2 separate regions of the Ovis aries genome follow, and region 2 is linked to region 1. Evidence: chromatin contacts called from public Hi-C data. All regions are on one chromosome and are shown on one strand. The core of a region is the stretch at or near the end of the contact, and the rest is flanking DNA. Distances in the headings are between cores, read along the strand shown. Region 1 overlaps ELF4 (E74 like ETS transcription factor 4). Region 2 holds the start of AIFM1 (apoptosis inducing factor mitochondria associated 1).

Region 1 (3,473 bases), core at 532-3,031:
GCAGCCTGTCCTCCTCATCACTGACTTGTTCTTCTCTTCCCTTTCCCGGAAGTTCTCAGCCTCCTCCTGGTTCCTGGAGCTCTGGAGAGGAGGGTGTGGTGGCTGCAGGCACCTCCAGGGGGTGCTCTTTCAGCTTTCTCAGGTCAGGCCCCTGGGAGTCAGGGAAGCTGAGAAAATAGGTTCCCTTTGACATAACCCTCCCCCCACCTCTCCTCCCCTACTGGGGCTTCTGTAGTGCTCTTCTTGCCACATAACCACAACCCAGAGGGCTGGGGCCGGGTGGAGGTGGTGAGGACAGGGGACTGGGAGCACCCCTCCAACCACAGCCGCCTGTCCCTCCTGCAAGGCCCCCAACCTTAGCAAAGGAGCCAGCCCCCTCCAAGGCGACAGCTGGCAGCCTGCAGCCCACCCTGTCTATGTTCTAGAGCCATGGGGGCACTTCTGGGAGCTTAATGGGGTCCCCAGTCCCCTTTGGTCTCTGGGAGGTCACCTGTAACTTGTCATCTGAATGAGTGTGTTAATTTTCAAAGCACTTTTCTACCACCATCTTCATTCACCCGAGACACCCTGGTGAGCCCCTACTAGGCCTGGATTCCCCTCGGCCCTCACCCACTTTAAGGATGACAGAAAGCAGAGCCCAGAAAGATGGCTGACTTCCCTGTGGGCCCACCTCTTGTTGGGATGCAGCCGGGAGAAGGCTGATGGTCTCCTGGAGAAAGAGGAGCATGCGTCTCTGTGCTTGCAGCCTGGAGCCTTAACTGCCCCTCCATGGGGCCAGCTGTGGGGCTGGGAAGGCAGGGGCAAGCTTGCAGCTGAGAAAGGGCAGGGACAGTGGGAGAAGAGCTCCGGGCCTGCCTCACCGTGAGAGCTCTGACAAACCCTACAAGGAATCAGGCAGTGACCGAGGGCCAAGGAAGGAAACTGGGTTTCTTGTAAATGAGCACAGAGAAACCCCAATCAACAGAGCTTGCAAAACATTTATTTTTTTCCCTCCCTCTTCCTGATTTCATCTCAGATGGAGGGGGTGGTAGGAGGCAGGAACAGAGTAGAAGAAGCTGACAAAATCGCTGTGGCAAGCACCCCTTCACTGGGCATTTTGCTCAAGGAGGGGGGCTCGGCTGGCTGACTGGAGGCCAGCCCTAGTTGGACCAAGATTGTAGGGGAGTCCCACACTTGGGCTACTTCTGCTTGGTCCATGGCTGCAGACTGGACCCCTGGGTCTGACCTTCTGTCTCTGATCACGTGGTGCCGCGTGCAAATATGCTGCTTGATGACTATTAGCCGGAGGAGGGGCTGTTTTTAAGTGGAGGGTACAGCTATTCCTGGGGTAGATTCCACTTTGTTTGTGGTTGTGGGGGAGGAGTGTTGAGGGAGTGGGAAATGGCATGAAGGAAATTGTCACTTCCTTTCCAGAGAATTCCAGAAAGGTTTCAGGGAGGACGGGGTATTTCAGGAGTGAGGGCTGGCTGTGAGAGGATGAGGAACGTGAGAACGCTGCTCTGCGGGCCTGGCTGACCATCTGGCCCCCATGTTTGCTGGCGTGTGTGAAAATGCCACGGGTGTTATTAGCGATTCTGTGAGAGCCATTGGCTCGGCTGAGCGGCTGTAGATTTAAACTTGCTCCACGGAGACTGCGGACGTGGCTTTCACATTGGGGCTGTTTCCTGTGGAGGAGGCCCCAATGGGTGAGTGCTGGACACCGCTTGACGTGTTCCAGTGACAGCCCTAGAGAGGGTCTGAAGGGGGCCCAGCTGTGATGACGCAGAAACAGCCCAAACCACTTCTATTTTGCTATGTTGGTTTTGAAATGCAGTCACAACCACAGAGAGCCAGAGGTGTGCATTGCAAGCCCGGGATGTGGGCGCCTTCGCTTGCTTGCTCCCTCCTGTGGTGTGCCTGCACACACACATTCACACACGTTCAGTAGCTGGGGCCATATGCTCTCACAGAGGCTTTGCTTTCAGCCCAAGCAGGACAGGCCCTGGGAGCCAGGGATACTGCAGTGGCCTCAAAGGGAGCAGATCTCTTGCCACTCTGGGAGTGGACTTGGACTGGAGCCAGCTGTGAGGTTTGCAATGAAGGGTGGGGTGGGAGGAGCTCAGCACCGGTTACTATGGGTTACCAGGTGAGGCCAGGGTCCTTGTGGACCTCCCTAGCCCCCCACTCACCGATAAGGCAGTGTCCAGGCCTCTAGGCAGCTGAATCTGTGTCCCAGAGCGTCTCTGAGGAGGGGAGCCCCTGTGTGGGCCTCTCTGGCCTCCAGCAGGGCGGGCCTTCTGTGCTGGTGGCTTCTTTGGTTTCAGGTTCCTGGGAGAGGGAGGTTATTTTGAGGGACTTGGGGGAGAGTGAGTGAACATGCAAATGACTGCTCCCCACCTCTCACTTTCAAATCCTCAAACATCTGAAGGGGGAAGGGTGAAAGCTTCTGGACTGGAAGGTTCCATAGGGGTGAAGGGAGAGTTTTCTTAGCCTTGACCAAGAGAGTAGGACAGCCAATCCGGCCCTACACACACACACACACACACACACACACACACACAGAGTTCACCTTAGCTTCAGACTTGAAGAATCCTGAATTTGGATACTGAGATATGCTGATACTTAGAGAAGGCAACTGGATTTGCCTTTCTTTTATTTCAAATCTCTCTTTGCATTGATGGCTAAAGGCTCCATCCAATCTAGTGCAGAGCTGCCTTCCCTCTCCTACCACACCCCCCCTAGCAGAGTGGACCCTGGGGGCTCACCCCTAGGATGCATGGGCCACATACACATTCTGCTCTGGCATGCTCTCCCTGGGAAGCAAGAGGATTTTGAATTTTCCATGTGGGGGGGGGGGCTGGGCAGTGGTGGCCGCTAGGCCCCGCCCCAGCCCACTTCACCACAGCCAGCTTCTACCAGCCGGCAGCAGCTAGTATTAGCTCGAGCTTGTCATTCTCACGGAGGCAGGCCTGGAGGAGGAGGAACTGATGACCGTGCTTGTGGCTCTGCTGGCCCGACCAGGACCGAAGCCCTTTGACACACAGAGGCTCTCACGCACTTGTCCCCACACCCGGCACATACATATTATCTGCAGTGTGCTCGCACACCCACAGGGAACTCCCTCCCCAACTCCTGCTCCTGGTTGTAAATTACCATGCAAAAATACACAGACATAGCACACACACAGCGCACAAGTTTCTCTCTTTCCTGTAAGCTAGACCACTGGACACCCACCCCACACCCAGTATACACATGCATATACTTACAGGCCAGAGAACACACCCCACCTCACTGGTACCGACTGACCAGTGTCATTCATTAATGTGATCGTTCCACCAACACACATTGGGCATCTACCACATGCTAAGCTTCATCAGTGAGGAGCACCTGCGTCCCTGCCCTCAGTGAAGCCGCTTTCTAATGGGGGAGGTAAGGAAGGCGCCCAGAAGTTCCCCAGGCAGAGAGCTCACAAACATCAAACACTGATCTGCGAA
Region 2 (3,473 bases), core at 505-3,004, 63 kb before region 1:
CAATATTAGGGCCAAACTTTTTTGCCTGTTTGAATCTGGCCCCACCACATTCACCTATCCTTATTTACTTCCTAGTATGTACTCAAGCCATTGTCCCATGAAAATGTGGTGGGTTTTGTTTTATTCTTCCAAGCATTTTAAACAACATGGTGCTTCCTCTAAGATACTTTACAAATATTAGCTCATTTAATCTTCACAACAACCCTATGGGATTGGTAGATGAGGAAAGTGAGGCATAAGTGACTTGCCCCAAGTGGCAGAGCCAGGATTCAGCCTGGAGCAGACTGGATCCAAATTCAATGATGCTTAACCACTGAAAATATTAATTTTGGTCCAAAGTATTCACCATCTGAAACATCATTTCTTCTCCTCCACTGTCTATGTTAATTTTACTATTCATTCTTCAAGACAGAGCTCAAGTAACACTTTTTACATGAAGTCCTTCCTTAGCTATTCCATCCCGTACTATTTTCTCTTGCTCTGGCACTACATCAGATGTTATTATTTAAATGACCAATATCTCTCATCTCTCAACTAGACAGTGACCACTTCCTATACTTTTCATATCCCCCAGAGCTCCTTTCATGGCACAGTCCAAGTGGCAAGTGCTCAATAAATACTTGTTAAATGAACATGTAACTCAAGGGAGTAGGTAGGGAGGCTCAAGAGGTCAGGAAGATATATATATAGAGAGAGAGAGCTGGTTTAAGTTGTACAGCAGAAACTAACAACACTGTAAAGCAATATTTGCAGCACATTATATTCCAGTGTTATATATTTATATAATAAATTTAATTTATTGTATTTATTTATAATATTTCATTATTAAATTCATTATATTTATTTATATCATAGAGCAATTATATTTCCAATTATATGCCAATTAAAAATATGTAACTCAAAACTTTGAAAAAGGCGTATGTTTTGCATACTGCTAAAAATATTGTTTACATTTGTATTTTTACATTTGGTGGAGTCAAAAACACCTATTTACACTCAGTCCCTCATCCTGCTCCTCCCATAATTTTTAAAATCCGGCTTAGGATTTCTCTCACAGAAAGTTTGTGAAACACGAACTCTTTGCCAGCATCCTGCTCTCAAGCACGGAAGCCATAAGAGCAGGAGACTATCCGCAGCACCTGGGACAGCGTCTAAGACACAGAACTGCACGACGACAGATTTGGGAAAGAGAGCCCGTAATGATTCCTCCTCCAGGAAACAGGGGCTGGGTGGGAAAGCGCCAGCAACTTGTAAAAGAAGGAAGTCCCCTCCGAATCTGCATAGCCAGGTGCCCCGGCCGGACCTCCGGAAAAACTGGAAGTGGACTACCGTCAGAGAATCCGGAAGGCGTAGGACCTAGTAATCAGTGGCTTAAACATAAGAACAAACTGTGCTGGGGCCACGCTTTGTGAGGTGCCGTTACAGGTTCCCGCCCTCGACGCAGCGGCAGCACCGGCCACCACCTCCCAGCAAAGCGGCTTCACCGGCCCTCCTCAGACAGCTTTCTGAGCTCGCTTAGCGGAACACGGTGGCCCCAGCCCTTGGAAACTTGCAAGCAACTCCGCCTGGGGGCTTGCCAAGTGTTTGGACAGCTAGACGCCTGCGCCCAGCTTCTCCCCGTGCGGGCCAATTGCAATGCTGCGCCGAGCGCCACGCCTGCGCAGTAAGCCTCCAGTCGCGCGTCCCCTTCTCCAGCTCTGGCAGGCCGGCTTAGCTGTCCAATGCACACCCGGGGCTGGGAGGAGGAGCCTGCGTAGAGTGCGTGTGAAGGGAGCTGGGGGAGCGGGTCAGGGCCCAGGGTGTTTGACCCGTTGGTACGTGCGTAAGAAGAAAGGAGAGGAGGAGGAGGTCCAGGGTAGCGGTTGCCGAAATGTTCCGGTGTGGAGGCCTGGCAGCGGGTGCTTTGAAGCAGAAGCTGGCGCCCTTGGTGCGGACAGTGTGCGTCCGAGGCCCGAGGCAGAGGAACCGTCTCCCAGGTGACTGACCCATCCCGGGCAACCCCCACCTTGAAGAAGGGCCTGGGTTCCACAGGCTCCCTATGCCGCTCAGGGCTCCCCCCACCCTACCCTCATCCCTGGGGGAAAAAACTAAACACACTCACGATCGATCCTGTGAATTCCGAATTGGCGGGATCCAAACTGTGAGTTTCGCAAGCCGTGCCGACCTGACCTTCAAAGGATCTGAGCCCGGTAGTCGGCTTGAGGCCTCTTCCTGTGAGGGTTTGCTGTTCAGGGATAACAGAAGAGCTGGCTGTCTTGTATTGTCCAGTGCCACCTCCTGGCCACCCCCAGTTCGCCTTCTTGGAGCAATGAGGTCAAGTAGACTTTGTCATTTATTGATTGTGAGACTTGAAGCAGGACACAAGCCCTACGTCTCAATTCTTTCTGTAAATGAGCATGTAACCTGCTTACCTTCCAAACCCCAGATGAGATTCACAGATTTGAGTCCCTTGGGAAACAGAAATAGTGCAATGCAAGTAAGAAGTCTGTCCGCTGTGCGCCAGCCACCAGAAAGAGTTGGCCCAGAATTAATTTGAGTTGAGTTGGCCTGGTCAGTGTAATTCTTGATGGTCCCTAATGTTTCAAAGAAACAGTTTGCAGAACACATTGTATTTGCCCCCCGCCCATGAACTTGTTTTAGCAAATTTTAGAGCTGGAAGGGATTTCATGGTAAAATTCAACCCGCTCATTTTATAGATAATAAACCGAGGCACAGAGAGGTGAAATTACTTGCTCAAGGTCATATTCCTAATTAATAGGTAGAGCAGAGGATAGTTTGCCTGTCTCTAGGTCCCTAATCTTCTCGCCCCAACTCCACACTGTTTGCTAAAGTTTGATCTCAAAAGGTTAAGGATAAATCTGGTTTCCCTTTAAGCCCATTGGGCATCAGATATCCTTGAATTTATCTAAACATGTCTTGAACCTGCCAATTTTCAGCCTGCACAACTTCAAGGGGGTAAAGAATTATCCACCAGTACAGGGTGCTTGGTTTTGTTGGGGTTTTTTTTCATCAATAATCTTTGAATGGTCACCCAAGGATATTCATATTAGCAGTGTCAATATAGAACTGCCTTAAGGCCTTTTCAACATGGAACTGCTTGCTGGGTGCTTTTTAAAAAGTGGAAAATATTTCCCTTAGATTGTGAGAGCTTTATAAATGTACATTTGAATAGTTTTTCCAGTTGCTATCCCTCAAGAAATAGTTTCCTGATGGGTGTACCTTAGGTTTGTCCTAAGGCATGTTGCTCTTGAAACTTAACACTTCTGCCTTTGCAGAAGTTTGAAAAACTAGATTAGGTTTGGAAAACTAACATCCTGTCTATGATGTCATCTGTATGGGTTTTGTGCATTGAATTGAGGATGCTGTATGTAAGTTGGACAGAAATTTACACAGAAATTTAGGTAAGCTGACGACTTTCATCCACACTGGGCTTTCAAACTTTGTGTACTTACTTTGCCTAAAACTCACAACTT

Evidence for each region. Hi-C and Micro-C count contacts between places; a contact is called where the count stands out from the background.
Region 2: a contact with region 1 is called in a Hi-C map of omental adipose tissue, with 2.0 times the contacts expected there. The contact joins the promoter of AIFM1 here to the enhancer-like site in region 1. A contact is called at or near these places in 3 of 16 Hi-C or Micro-C datasets (liver, muscle and omental adipose tissue).

The regions. Positions count from the first base shown.
Region 1 is chrX:113,958,464-113,961,936 of ARS-UI_Ramb_v3.0, reverse strand. The region is part of intron 1 of ELF4 (E74 like ETS transcription factor 4); the gene reads left to right. Among named protein-coding and RNA genes, the nearest start is that of ELF4, 21 kb to the left of the region's middle. Within about 2 kb of position 1,781, at least 18 of the 54 cell types and tissues checked have an H3K27ac peak or open chromatin away from gene starts, as enhancers often do. A contact at or near this core is called in liver, where this site is marked.
Region 2 is chrX:114,021,421-114,024,893 of ARS-UI_Ramb_v3.0, reverse strand. It overlaps AIFM1 (apoptosis inducing factor mitochondria associated 1), which reads left to right and starts at 1,754. Exons shown (of 16, transcript XM_004022381.6): 1 at 1,754-1,976. The coding sequence starts at 1,871.